Linked DNA regions of Anas platyrhynchos: region 2 is linked to region 1. A link is a contact called in public Hi-C data. All regions are on one chromosome and are shown on one strand. Each heading gives the region's core, a stretch centred on a gene start, on an enhancer-like site or on the middle of the called end of the contact. The rest is flanking DNA. Distances are from core to core; before and after follow the strand shown. Region 1 overlaps OPHN1 (oligophrenin 1). Region 2 holds the start of AR (androgen receptor).

The links. A called contact is a pair of places that touch in the nucleus more often than the background predicts.
Region 2: a Hi-C map of subcutaneous adipose tissue shows a contact between it and region 1, with 2.5 times the contacts expected there. The contact joins the promoter of AR here to the enhancer-like site in region 1. A contact is called at or near these places in 3 of 8 Hi-C or Micro-C datasets (skeletal muscle and subcutaneous adipose tissue).

Annotation. Positions count from the first base shown.
Region 1 is chr10:24,454,828-24,461,672 of IASCAAS_PekinDuck_T2T, forward strand. It overlaps OPHN1 (oligophrenin 1), which reads left to right. Exons shown (of 24, transcript XM_038184020.2): 11 at 90-168; 12 at 1,483-1,516; 13 at 3,076-3,138; 14 at 3,829-3,903; 15 at 6,284-6,368; 16 at 6,687-6,745. Among named protein-coding and RNA genes, the nearest start is that of OPHN1, 38 kb to the left of the region's middle. Within about 2 kb of position 3,779, at least 4 of the 8 cell types and tissues checked have an H3K27ac peak or open chromatin away from gene starts, as enhancers often do. A contact at or near this core is called in subcutaneous adipose tissue, where this site is marked.
Region 2 is chr10:24,540,373-24,547,217 of IASCAAS_PekinDuck_T2T, forward strand. AR (androgen receptor) reads right to left here and starts at 2,642. Exons shown (of 8, transcript XM_038184023.2): 1 at 964-2,642. The coding sequence starts at 2,021.

The DNA.
Region 1 (6,845 bases), core at 2,529-5,028:
GCAAAAATGGATGAAATCGATCTCTGCTGTTTATTAAAAAATAATTTTTGCTTCGTTTTCCTGTCTGCCCCCGGGCAAACTCTGCCTAGGTCAGGGACCATCACGCTGCAAGCGCTCTCGGAAGCTAATCGAAGGCTGTGGATGGAAGCCATGGACGGAAAAGAGCCAGTAAGTAGTCCAGAAGCGGTACGTAGCTGTGGATTTGCAGTCAGGCAGTGTCCTCTGCTGGTGGGTCTTGAGGAGGATCAATAAAGCAACCTATGGAAAGCTCGTTTCTACAGGGATCGCTTGGCTGCTGTTGCTTTTGTGTAACTGAGGGCATCAGTTCAGCTACTACACGTCTGTAATTGGATTTCATGCTATCTGTTCTCCACAGCTTGCAGCGGGGATGCTGGTTTTCCCCCCTTTAATCTTTGGTACATTTTTCTACTTATCTGTAACTGCCAGAGTTCCTAAAATCCATGGCCTTACAGAGTTTGAAAGAATTGATATTTCAGTTAAAACTCCCTCTTAGATCTGCATGGCAGCATTTTTTTGTTTATACCTGCTCTGAGCGGTGTTTGTAAAGTCTGCTGCGAGCAGCCACCCTGCGCAAGTGCTCGCCAGTGCTCCTGTGGCTGTTGTTATTTCCTTCCTTTAATGTGAGCAAAGCACAGATTCCTACATTTTACAGAATTTCCTGTAAACAGACAGCGTGATGGGCAGTATGGGAAAACACATTTCCTGGTTTCCCCTCGCCTTTTGAGAGCAGCCTTCCCCAAAGTGCTCCTGGTGAGAGCATTGGCTGCACTCGCTGACTTGCTGCTGGGTGGAGTAGCTCAGGGCTCACACTGCTGATGTACTGCCGAGACCTGGGGGCAGAGAGATGGAACATGGGCACCTTCAACAACACCTTTTTCCCTGCTGATCTAAAGAGAAAACAGTTTGGAATAATAGGGAGGGTCGATGTGCTCACAGCAGACAGCCATTTGCTTATGGCAGGTACTTGCTCAGTTTCCATGATGTGTTACTACCTATAAAAGATCCTTGATTTCCATCAAGAATGGCACCTACTGTTTATTCTTTATTAAAAAAAAAAAAAAAGTGTTTTGTGTGGGGTGAAGAAGGAATGTCTTTGACATTTTAAGTATATTTTTTTATAAAGAAGAAAAAAAAGGAAAAAAAGAAAAAAACTGTGTGCCAGACTGTCCAGCTGTCATTTTTGCAGGGTACCTAAAGGCCAAATGAAAGTCCTTGTTCAGTTTTTGGGTAACCCCTTTCCTAGAAACAGTTGCTCCAGTGAAATTTAGGAAGTCCGCAAGCTTGTCTATTGCATAGATAATGTCAGCTTGTATAACTATAAAAGTACTTTATTTGGGATGTTGTCTTGCTCTTTGTGATTGGCTTTGGATGATTATGGGGTGCTGCATTTTCCTTTGAAAAGTGTCAAGTCACGTTGCATTATTTTTTTGTTTCTTCCTCCACCCCCTCCCCTTTTTTCAGATCTACCACAGTCCCATCACGAAGCAGGAAGAAAGTGAGTCATTTCTGTTTCTGTTCCTCTGATGTGCGGCTGGCCTGCGGCCGGGCAGAGCATTTCATTGCAGATACACTCATCTTGCGTTTCTGCAGACTGGCTGTGTAACGTGCAGGGCAGCAGTGTAACTTCTTTCATCAGGGTGCCTGATACCAAGGCCAGATAAGAGTGAGCTGCCACTGATAAAAGTTGCTGATTGCAATGTGCAGATTTGGTATGGCGAGAGCCAGAGGTAGAGTCCAATTTGCATCTCTCCACCCCAGAGTAATAGAGGAGGTCTGTGAGAGAAGTTGAGGATGTTTCACATAACAAAGGTTCCAGCAGGCGATCAGAGGCAGCATGGGGTTGGTTCCTGGTGCTCCCCACCACACAGGCGGCGTGGCTGGATGCAAATGTGGTACAAATGTGTCTGCTTCTTCCAGGGAAAAGCTGTTTTCTTTAAAGCATGCAAGCAAACATGCACCAAGTATTGGCTTTTCTACAGGAGATTTTAAATAAATCTCACTGTGTATTAACAGAAAAAATACATATATATATATAATTAAAATATATTATATTTAAGTCTAAATGTAAGGCATGTTTTACATTCACTTCCAGATGCTAACTCAAAGTCAATATTTTCAACCAAAATTTAGTTTGAAACCCTGCTAACGTGGTATGGATTTTTGGACTATAAAAATTTGAATGTGGAGTTTTCAACTAAAATTCCAAATTCTAGAAGGCTTTTCCCAGCCAGCTGGATTACACAAATAAGTCTTTCAAGGAAGTTTGTCTCCCAGTCTCCTCTGTGAATTAAAGAAAATGGAGAGCTCTCTCCCGCTTGGTGTCTGCAACAAGTCTGTATTTAGCACAGTCATTCAGGGGAGGTTCGGTATAAATGTTGGCACTGAGCAGAAAGGTGTTTCACAGCACAACCTGGACAATCCTTCCAGATGTCCTGGAAAATTACCAGAAGTAGAAAAGTTGAAATACATCTATGAAAAGTGGTAACTTTCTGCCTCCTTCACAATGCCTGTAAGACAGGCATAAACAATGTCTGTGATTAATCAGCTGGAACAAAAACCTGTGTTCTTCTTTACTCAGGCAGCAGGTAAAGCTGTGCGGTTTTTATTTATTTTTTGTTTGTTTGTTTAATTTAATCAAGTAGATAAGTAGAAATTACGTGATCCTATGATGTGGAAGAGATTTAACTGCAGATTTTGCAGTGCTCTGGAAATGATTAATCAAGTCATTATCAGACACACATTCACATGTGGCAGGGCTCTGATTCACACTTCTTTTATTAAAGACAGAGAGGGGGCAGGGGGAGACGCTGCAGCTCAACATAAATCCAAAAAAACTCGAGAGCATATGAAACTAATAATTGCTCGCTGAGATGTAAAGACCGCCCGTGTGTCCGTAGAGGCACGTACGCGGTGCAGCTGGAGCCAGCAGCCCGATGCCCGCGTGGGGCCGGAGCGCTGCGTGGTGGCTGTGCCCGGCCCCTGCCCAGCAGTTTTCCGCGAGTAACCGCGTGCCGGTGCCCCGGCAGCTAACACTGCTTCCCTTCTTTGAAACAGTGGAGTTGAACGAGGTCGGCTTCAAGTTTGTGCGGAAGTGCATCAACGCGGTAGAAACGAAAGGTGAGGTGCCCGCAGCCCTCCTGGCATGTCCCCGTTCCCATCACCCTGGAGCGTGTGCCGTTATCCACAGCATAGCGCTGCTAGCTGACAGGCAGTCCTGTTTAAATGATTAGAGAACATGTGCCAAAAGAGCAGAAATAAGGCGTTATTTGGAGTATTGTCATACCACGTTCCAGGTAGGACTGAATTTTCGCCTTTGTGGTGTTTTCATTCCCCAGTTTCTCTGGCTCAGAGGAAGGTGGCCACCAGGCTGCAGGCAAGCAGCAGTGGATGCGCTCTGTGTGCTGGGTTAGAGGCAGGGTTTAGCTGCAGTAAAGAATTGCTCGGGCCCGTTAGGCAGAAGGGCAGGACGGAAGCGGGGCAGGGGACTACACCTCCCCGTATGGGCTCTCACCAAACCTGCAGCCTGTCCGAGCAGGACAAATTGCTCCCTAACATCTGAGTCTCTGGGCTGCACGGAGAGGTGGTGGTGCTGGCATGTCCAAGCCCCTGGGGGATGCAGCCAGCCCTGTCCGGGTCCCAGGGGCTGGGAGAGGGGCAGAGGGGGGGTACTGACCCCACAGGGCTGGGTAATGCGGGGTGCCGGGACGGGGTGGCCGTGCAGCTCCCCAGCAGGCTGTCGCTCCGCCAGATGGTGCTTTCGGACAGCCCTCTGCCAGGACGGCTCTAACTCTGCTCTGTTGTGCTTAGGGATCTCCACAGAGGGCGTCTACCGAACGGTTGGCAGCAACATCCAGGTGCAGAAGTTGCTGAATGCCTTTTTTGGTAAGAATGAATTATTCCGTGCGGTTAGGCTGTTATATTTTTATATTGTTTGAGAAGGGTGAAGAGGATCGGCTTTCACAACGCGATGAGGCTGCGGCACACCCTTCCCTGCTTTTCTGAGCTTTTTTCTGCCTCCCACCCTGTCCTCTCTCCCTTCCCACCGCCTTTGCTGCTGGCTCAACTCGTATTTCAGGCTGTGGGAGCAGCGGGGAGCTGAAGGCAGGCGGTGACCCCGGAGCTGTGGGGACGAGCCTTCTCCCACCCTGTGCTAAAAATACTCCGGCATTTTGGCATCACGTGCCGGGGTGTGCTCTGCTGCGGCCCCGGGAGCGGGACGAGGGCCAGCAGGGATGAGCCCTCGCTGCTGCTCCACGCCTCCACGTGGCGCAGGCTGGCCAGCATCACCCCGCAGCCAAGCAGCGGCAGCAGAATTTGGGGCCCACCTGGCCGTCCCGGCTCCGTTTCCTTTGTGAAAGCCAATGCCCCAATCCTTATTTAGGCAGCGGGGATGAGAACAGGGTGGGAGGTTAGCCCACGTTAATTAGCAGCATGGTCCCAAGGATCTTGGTGTTCAGACAGCACTGCTGCCAGGGGACGTGCCCCGCCAGCGCCGTGCCTCGGGAGCTGCTTGTCTGCAGAGGTGCCAGCGGTGCCAGCCCTGCAGCAGCCCAGGAGGGGGGACCTGGGGTCCCTTTCCCTCACCCCACGGTGGTGGGGACACATATCGTACCTTAGCAGCGAGGCCATTCACCTGGGTTAGGGTTTTTGCTCAGAAGGGCTGAAATCATTCTTCATAAAGGTCAGATTGAGCCAGCGAGAGCTTTTGCAACATCCTAAGCAGACAGGCAGCTGTGAAGGCTTTCTGAGGACTGGAGGTGGCAGACGTGTGACAGACCCAGCGCTTCCATCTCCTCGCAGCATCCACGACGCCGGCCTGAGCCTGGCACCATCGGGCAGAGCCCCAGCTGCGTGTCCCACGGGGCCTGCCACGGCCCGAGCCCAGCGTACCTGGGAGGGACTGGTTCTCCCCACAGACCGGTCGGTGTACGTGCTGCTGGGGCAAGCCTTTCTGCACTGAGTCCTGCGCTTCATACGAGCGCGTTAGGTACTGGGTAGTCCTTATGCAAGAAGTGGGAACAGCACAGGGCTCAGCAGCGTCCTTCTGTGCCCCCCCAGACAGGGACACAGCCGAAGCCATCGCTCCTGTCCCTGCAGGGTGAGGGCAGGTGGCCACACCGCCCTGCGGGCCCCAGGGTCTCGAGCACCCACAGCCAAGCCCCTGTGGCCGGCTGCTGGAGGGGGCTAGAGCAAAAAGTACATTTCCATTGGTGTCTGCATGCCTCGGGCATGCGCCAGCTTCCTTCAGCTCCCTGTGCGGACATCTGATGTCAATGTAGTACTCCGAGGCTGTTCCTGCTCTTACCATTGTTGCTGTTCATTAAACGGGCTGGTTTGTGCTGACATGGAGCTGTACCCGATTCCCACGGAGCCACTTCAGTTATCCAGTTACGCTTGCCTGATGACTAATTACTTAGCCTAAGTTTTTATTGCTTCTTGATTCTCACCCTCCCTGCGAGCAGCTCTGTGTTTTTCCCTTCTGAACCCCAGCTGTGAGTGGCTTTTCGTTTTATTTAATATTCATCACTCTGGTTGACCACTTGCTACCCCACTGCGTACAAACTCACAACGCAAAGTCCAACAGCACTGAGCAGAAAAAACTGCCGCAGAACAATTTCTTCCTGAACTTGAGTAAGGAGGTCGATTTTCTGTCCCTAGTCCTCTTTCTTTCTTAAAATCAGTATGCAGTTTGTTTCCTCAGTCCAGCTGACCCCCCTCTTCCACCCGTGTCCTTCACTCCATCGTTCTGCAGAGACGATGGGTTGGTCAGGGGCAGGCAGGAGCAAAGCGTGATTCCACCCAGCTCTGCTTCTTTCTGCATGTCCCTCCTCTCTGCAGCAAGAGGGGCTGCTTCCAGAGCAGCCTTAAGGGTGTTGCTGGGAGGGAGGGGATGGAGCTGGAAAGTTGGATTATGTTGGGTATGAGAAGACTTATCATGGAGCTGCTAGGATGTATGGTTTCTGCCAGTTTTGACTGCACCAGGAAAAAACAAACTAGAGAATGCGCCTTGCTGACTGTTAAAATACTGCCTTTGCTTCTGCCTTTGCCCCTGGTTAGCACCACTCTCTTCACCCTGAGTAACAGCCTTCCTGAAATACTGGTGCCAGTACTGCTGTTCTGCTTTTCCCCCTTGTGAGAATGAGCAGCTTTCTTCACGTGCTGCTCTAGCTTTGTCTCTCTCAAGTGGGTACCCTCCCTGAGGGCTTGCTTTTGTTAACAACCTCAAAATGAGTCTTATTTTAAAGCCGTTTTGTTCCTCCAGATCCAAAATGTCCAGGGGATGTAGATCTCCAAAGCAGCGACTGGGACATCAAGACGATTACCAGCTCGCTGAAGTTTTATCTCAGGTAACGGGGCGGGCAGAGCAGCCTGGGGCTGGCCGGGTGGGAAGTGGGGAGCGCTGCCAGGTGGGAACATCTGCCTGCTGCAACCGCAGACGAAGCAGCGAAGGCTTTGGGAAGGGGAATAGCTCTTTTTCCTTTTCTTCTCATGAGAAGTATGCCTGTTGTAGAAATGCCACGTCCTGCAATGCCATCTGGGGGGAGATGCTGTGGGGAACTGGTGGGCTGGGGGCGAGCAGGTTTGCCCACCGTTTTGCTTTGCGATCGGTTGTAAGCAGGTCACGGCGGCCTCGCAGAGCTCAGTTTTCTCTCTGGTTGTTGCAGGAACCTGTCGGAACCTGTCATGACGTACAAGCTCCACAAAGAGTTGGTCCTGGCTGCCAGTAAGTCCTGCTGCTGCCTTGGTGGTGGCCCCAAGCCCTCACCTGGTGGAAGGAGCTTCCTTTCGCCTGGTGCTGATCACGCTGCTGGGCATGGAGCCTG
Region 2 (6,845 bases), core at 1,392-3,891, 84 kb after region 1:
CTGCTGCTCTCTAAAACCTGCATCATCAATCGATAGTGTTTGGATAGCAAAACTTTTTCAACTCTACTCATTGCTGATAACTTTGTCCTGGTTTGAGCAGAGATTTATCCAGACCCAACAGCAACACACACAGGGCGCACACAGCTCCTGTCGCTGATCCGGCATTCACAGCTGGACCCATTTAACCTTTCCTTGCTTTTATCCATTTTTTTCCCCGAGCCACTTCTACACAAAATATCCATTATTGTGTAGCTGATAAATACTGCACTGTCCAAATAAAAACACGAGCATTTCGGAGCAGCAAAAAAAGCCCAGAAGCAAAAGTGTGATGTGTTTGTCCTGTGCTAATTTAAAGGGAAAATCTAATTGTCCATTTTAATCTTTGATCCCACTACACAGTGAGCAGGCAAGTATGAAACTCCAAAGATACAAACCCAAACTGAGGCCATACCAACCACCTGTGGCTGGGGTACATCTGAGCCGGTAGCTCATTGTTTCTGGTTTTTGTTTTCTTTTCTTTTTTAAAATTCAAGAAGAAATCCTTTCGCAGTCCTTTTCTCACTCCCGGTTTCTGCCAGCTGCAGTGATTCTCTCAAACAGTAAAACGCTCTGCTGCAGCGAAGGGTGGCAACGTACGCCCCGCTCTTTCGGGTTGCACGTACCTATTTCAGAGCCCGCTGATCTGATTGCTGAGGCTAATCCACCACGGAAAACTACTTCTGCACGAGCCCTTCTCACGCGCCTAAGCGGCTCCTCCTTTTCCGTGCCGCTCTACCTAACCCGCATCTTCTGCCCGTGCCCGGCGCGGAGCAGCGAGGCGCGTGCCGCGTTCCTGCCGCCCGCTCGCCGCCCGCTCGGCTCGGGGAGAAGCCGGAGCCGCTGCGGGGCTCGCCCGGCGCACGGCGGGGCCGGGTGGCGGGGAGCGCGCTGCGGGGCGGTGCGGGGCTGCCCGCCGGTACTCACCGCGCGTCGCCGTAGCCGCCGTAGCCCTCGGCCCAGGGCCCCAGCTCGCTCTTGATGCAGGCGGCGGGGGCGGCGTAGGGCGGCCGCCCCAGCGGGTACCAGGCGTCGGCGGGGAAGTCGGCGGGCTCGGCGGGCGGCCCGCGGCCGCAGGCGAAGGGCCCGGCGGGCGGCTCGGAGCACGGCCCGTACAGCTGCCCCTCGTCGGCGAAGAAGGACGGCCAGGGCGGCGCGGGGCCCGGCGGGGCCAGCTCGGCGCCGAAGCGGCACGGCGCGCCCCAGGCGGCGCCCGGCGCGGGCTCCGGGGGGCTCTCCAGCTTGATGCGGGCGGGCGGCGGCGGCAGCGCGAAGCAGTCGCGGCCCGGCAGCGCCGGCGGCTCCTCGGGCGGCGGGGAGCCGCGGTACAGGGCCAGCCCGGCGGGCACGTCGACGGCCAAGCCGGGCTCCCCGCCGCCGCTGCCCTTGAAGGCGGCCGGGGCGGGCGGCGGCTCCGGAGGGTCTTTGGCGGCGGGGCGCGGGGCGCGGGGCGGCCCCCCGGGCAGGGCGAACATGCAGTCCTCGCGGGGCAGCAGCTCGCCGGGCGCCTCCAGCGCCTCCACGGCCAGGCCCATGGAGGCGGACACGGCTTTGCAGAGCTCCTTGGCGCTGTCGCCCAGAAAGTCCTCCTTGGGCGCCGGCTCGGCGCGGCCGGCCGCCGGCTCGGCCTCGGGCGGCAGCAGCGGCGGCAGCGCGCCCGCCTCGCCCAGCAGCTCCTTCAGGTCGCCGGCGCACGGGAAGGGCGAGCCCATGGCCGGGCGGGCGGCCGGCAGCGCCTTGGCGGCCCCGCGGGGCTCCGGCAGCGGCAGGAAGGCGGGCGAGACGGCCGGCGGCGGCCGGGGGCTCGGCGGGCCGGCGGCGCACGCCGGCGCCTGGTGGCTGGTGCCCGGCTCTTCCCGCGGCGCGGCGGCGCCCGGAGCCTGGAACGCCTCGCAGACGCTCTGGAAGAAGCTCTGGAAAGCCCCGCGGAAGGTCCGGCCCGCCGGCCGCGGGTACACGCGCCCGATCCCCAGCTGCACCTCCATGCCCGCGGTGCGCCGGGCGGCGGCGAGGCGGGGGGGAACGACGGCGACCCCGAGCCCGAGCCCGAGCCCGAGCCCGAGCGGCGGCCCCCGGGCGGCCAGCCGCGGCCCCGGCTAGCGGCGGCTCTGCCCCGCCGCTGCCATCCCCGGCGGAGCGGCGGGCGCGGGGCGGGGAGCGCGGCGGGCGGGATGCTCGGCGCCCGCAACAGGCGGCGAAAGTTGGGGCCGGGCGGAGCGGGCAGGTGCGCGGCCCCGAGCCCCGCCGCTGACTGCCGCGGCTGGCCGCTTTTGCTCTTTTTGATCCGCGGCTCGGGGAGAGCGGGAGCGAGAGGCTGGCTTGCGGAGGAGAGGAGGTGCAGCGAGGGAGACCGCCCCACGCCGCGAATTCGGCCCAGGGTCTCTGCAATGATTAATCCGGTAACTCTCGCCGCGGAGGGACGCGGCGCCCGCCGTGCCCTGCCCTGCCCTGCCCGGCCCCCCGCTCCCCGGCGGGCGGCGGGGGCGGCGAGCCCGAGCCCCGCGGAGCCGCAGCGCCGCCGCCCGCCTTCGCCGCGGTGTCTGGGCTCGGCGCCTCGCCGCCCCCGGCGCTGGCCCCCGCGGGCGGATCGGGGTCGCCGCCGCCGCAGCCCCCGGGCGAGCGCCCCGCGGCGCGGCACGGCCGGGGCGGAGCGGAGCGGGCGAGGGGGGGCAGCGGCAGCCCCGCCGCCGCTCTCGCCCCCCGGGGCCGCCCGGTCCTGCCCCGCTGCCCCCGGCCCCGGCCGCCCGCGCTCCGACGCTGGAGGATGCCGGGGTTGGGCTGGGCACGGTGTTGGTTAGAGCCTTGCCCGGGCTCGGGTTTTACGGGACCATCGCCGAGGTCCCTTTCGACCTGGGCTTTCCTACGGCTGAGGTTCACCCAGAGGAATCCCCGCGGCTGGGGGGAACTCGGGAAAAGCGGCATTCGCTCTGTTTGGGCACCGGCATGGGGATCAAAACTTATTCCAGCCGGGCTGTACTAAGGTGGTCTTTTCAACTTCAGTACCTGCACAGTTTTCACCTAAACAATTACAAAAATACGTACATAAAAAATAAATAAATAAAGCGCAAAGGCCCAGGTCCTTGGTTTCACCAAGAAACAGAATGGCTGTTGTGCTGCAGTCAGCGAGTAGCAAAGGGTTTGCCCCCGCCTTCCTCTGCTCCCCGTTTTGGAACAAACTCCACATCCACCAGCAAGTGACAGCAGGTGCTCCGCTCTCACACAAGGTCTTAAAACAGACCAAAGAGCTAGCAGACATAGTTAGTGTAGGACCTACTGTAAACAAGACTTGAGCTCCCCTTACTGGCACTGTAATAACAATCCTAAAGCAACTCTTTTTTCTGGTAGGCACCATTCCCAGGAAACCTTATAATGGAACTATACTCATCTGACATACATTGAAATAAGCCCATTAATTTCAACGTCTTTGGAGACAGAGGGAGAAAAGTAATGATTTGTTGCAAATGGAGAAAATGGAGAAGTGGAGCCAGTTGGGAGAATGAAGAATCATGTTCAGTCTTTTAAAAGCATTTTTACAAGCCATGGAAGATAGTAAGGAAAAAAAAAAAAAGGAGTTATAGCCAAGCAAAATTTGGCAATGACCTCCATACTGCCTGAGTGGTAAGCACACCCTGCCTCCTGTGAGCAAAGTAGATGGAGGAGGCAACCCCTCAGTGTCTGAGGTGATGATGGCATCGGTTCAGGCCCCCCACTGCTCCCCGTGCCTGCAGCAGCAGGGCTGAAGCCTCTTTACAGGCTTACAGTATGGATGAAACACCAAACAACCAGTATAACCCTTCAAATAACAAAGAAACACAGCTGAAACCTCAAAACATAAAAATGGAGGGAGATGCTGTAAAATATGGGCACAGCGTGTATTTAAACACGTAGATCTCAGCGGTCCCACCTGGATCACTAGAGATGGGCCCAGCTTGAGCTTCACGTGGGCTCATCAGCCTGCTGGGCTTGAGACGTGGCCCAGAACCTCCAGCCCGGTGACTCACGCATTGCCTGGCCCTGCAACTAACAAAAAACTGCAGCTGAAGGTATGAGGAAAGGTAATGCCACGGGATGGGATCAGAGGTCTTCCAGATGGATGCAAAGGAACCAGTAGACCCAAGGGGAATTTCATGTGGCTGAGTGTCAGCTGTGCTACAAGCTGTTTTTCGGGTACCCATGTGGGAAAAAGCCTGCATGTAAGATACGTTTTCGTGGGTAGGCTTGTGAGAGAAGTGTTTTCCTGCACAAATAAGCCTATATGCATTCTTCCAAAAAGCTGGTATAAAGCTTTAGTTGGATTTTCTGAAAGATTAGTACCAATAGTTCAAAGAACTTTTTTTTTTCCTCTTTTACGCAGATGAGTGCATGAACTTACCCTTTGTAACAGCTACACAGTAATAAAGGCCTAGAGTTACTGGAGAGCTGCTCAGCACTTCAGAAATGATGGCAAATAAGCAGGAGTAACAACCAGTCGTATGATGGTATCCCCTGTAAAGGATAGGGAAAAAAAAAAAAAAAAAGAAAGAAAAAAAAAGAAAGAAAAAAAGCCACTGTTCTGAAAGATTTGCTGTTGCCACAAATCCATGCAGATACCTGCCAAGTGGATGTGGATTCCGGTGTCTTTGCTCTTTCAGCGTCAAATAGTTTTCAAGCCTCTGGAGTAAAATATACAGACTCTGGAAGACAACGAGGGGAGGATTCACATGATTAGTATCAAGAAATGTATTGAAGAAAGCTGAGGCTCAGAGATGTGGCATAACATTGCTTAAGAAACAGCTGGTTTTGTGTTTTAGACCAAGAGCGGACTATTCGCATGTGTGATTTCAATAAGCCGTGTGAGAACTGCGTTTGACACCACCGTGCCCACCAAGAAGGAAGTAGCTTCAGTCTGTATGCACTGAGAACACCAAGGGCTATGAAGACCTAGATAGAAGTGAGACTTTTTATACTGAAGTAAGCTTTTCTGTACGGGCTTGGATATATTTGTGCCTTTGCATGTGTATTCCTGGCTTTCTGCTTTTTGGGTTAGTGTTTGCCCTGTTGCTCGTGGTGTTCTCCCGGCTTCTTGTGTCTTTGCAAACTCCGCAGATGCATGTATTTTCACCCAGTCTGAGGTTTGCTGCCTGGGTTTGCAAGATGTTAATCACAACAGACGTGCATAAAGGAAGACTGCAAAATGCTTTATGTCCTTCTCAGTTTACAGAGCCAACATCTTAGTTTTGACTTACTGTCTATTTGGTTAAGATTAATTATTTTAGAGGCACTTTTGTGATTAGACCTTCACATAAATTTGAAGAAGCCGCTCTGTCTGTCTCTCTTTCTCTCTTTTCTCTTTCCTCTTTCTTTCACTTTCTTCCTCCCTTTCTTTCTCTCTCTCTCTCTCTCCTCCACCCCCCCTTCCTTCCTTTCTTCCTTTCTTATTTCCTGAAAAGGTATCCTGTGAGCACCTTATTTTCCTGATATTCACGTTTCTTTTTAGAATTATTAACATCTAATGGGCTTTCTGGGTGTGTACGTGTATGACTGTGAACCGTATTTTTTAAAGGCTTCATGTATTTTAATCATTAGTCTTGTCTGAAAGAGAAACAATTGAACTGCTATTGCATTTACAATGCATAGACAGCATTTTATTTGCAGTTACAATCTTCTTAAAATGTAAGCCTTCAGCATTTCAAAGTTCTTTTACAATTTTCATTAAATCTTTCCATAAAATTACTTTCCGTAGTTTAGCAGTCAGCCACAATATCCGTTTACATCTTAAATTCTGAAAGCTGTATTTTAACATAGTAAAATGGGCACAGTTTATGGAAAGTCTATATAAATGTATATTTTTTTCTGTATGTAAGCTAAGCTTTATTTTTGATTATCAAATAAGTTAAAAAACAAGCAGCAGTATGATCCTATGTATTTTTCAGAAAAGTGCCTGTCTCTTAAGTGAGTCTATACTTTTATGTAGAAAGAAATTAAAAAAAAAACACGTTATGGATTGTTCACTTGGACCCTTTTTGTGGCTGTCATAGTGCTTGAGGCTAAGGTATTTATTCCTTTTCCTGCATTATATTGCTAACACATTACGGTGGGCTGGAAGAGCATTTTGTTTGGCTTTAGAGTCTCACAAATACCAAAGTGTTCTTTTTAATATACTGGTGGTATTTTGTTCTATGAATTAAATCTGAGTTTAAGAATTATAATTAATTACTTTCTGTGATGTAAAATAACTTAAAATAAGTAATTGGGGTGGACATGTACATCTAAAAGTACTGCAGCTTAAATTGGATAAATATCCTTTGTGAGACATACAGGCACTCAATGGCTTTTATAGAGCAGAGCTGAGACAAGATCTGCAATCTTCCCTTAGTTACTTGTTTTTCCAACCAGCCAATACCTGGTTTAGATAGAAAAATAGCAGAGTGAAAAATATATATATACATTGTTTCTCAAATCAGTTTCATTGTAACTGAAGCATTATTTCTATTGCAAAATAATGACTTGTGAAATCCAACATGATGGGTTTATCTGAACATACGGTAGCATATGTTCATTTAGGTTGTCACAGCTTTGTGCTAAGTGAAGAAGTGGGAAGGAAGGGAGACATTACCGAAGTGTTACCCCCAGTGGCTCAGGGAGCTGGTAACATCTTTTCCGTGTGCTGTGTAAGCAGACATTGCCGAGATGCTTGTCTGAGTGGTCCAACAAAAGCCTGCTGCCTGTCAGCTCTGCAGAAGATCTCAGAGGTACACCAGCTACCTTGGCAAGGCTTTCCTCTCAAATTGGGGGCACTTTAAAAATTCACTGTCTCCATTTCGGTTTCT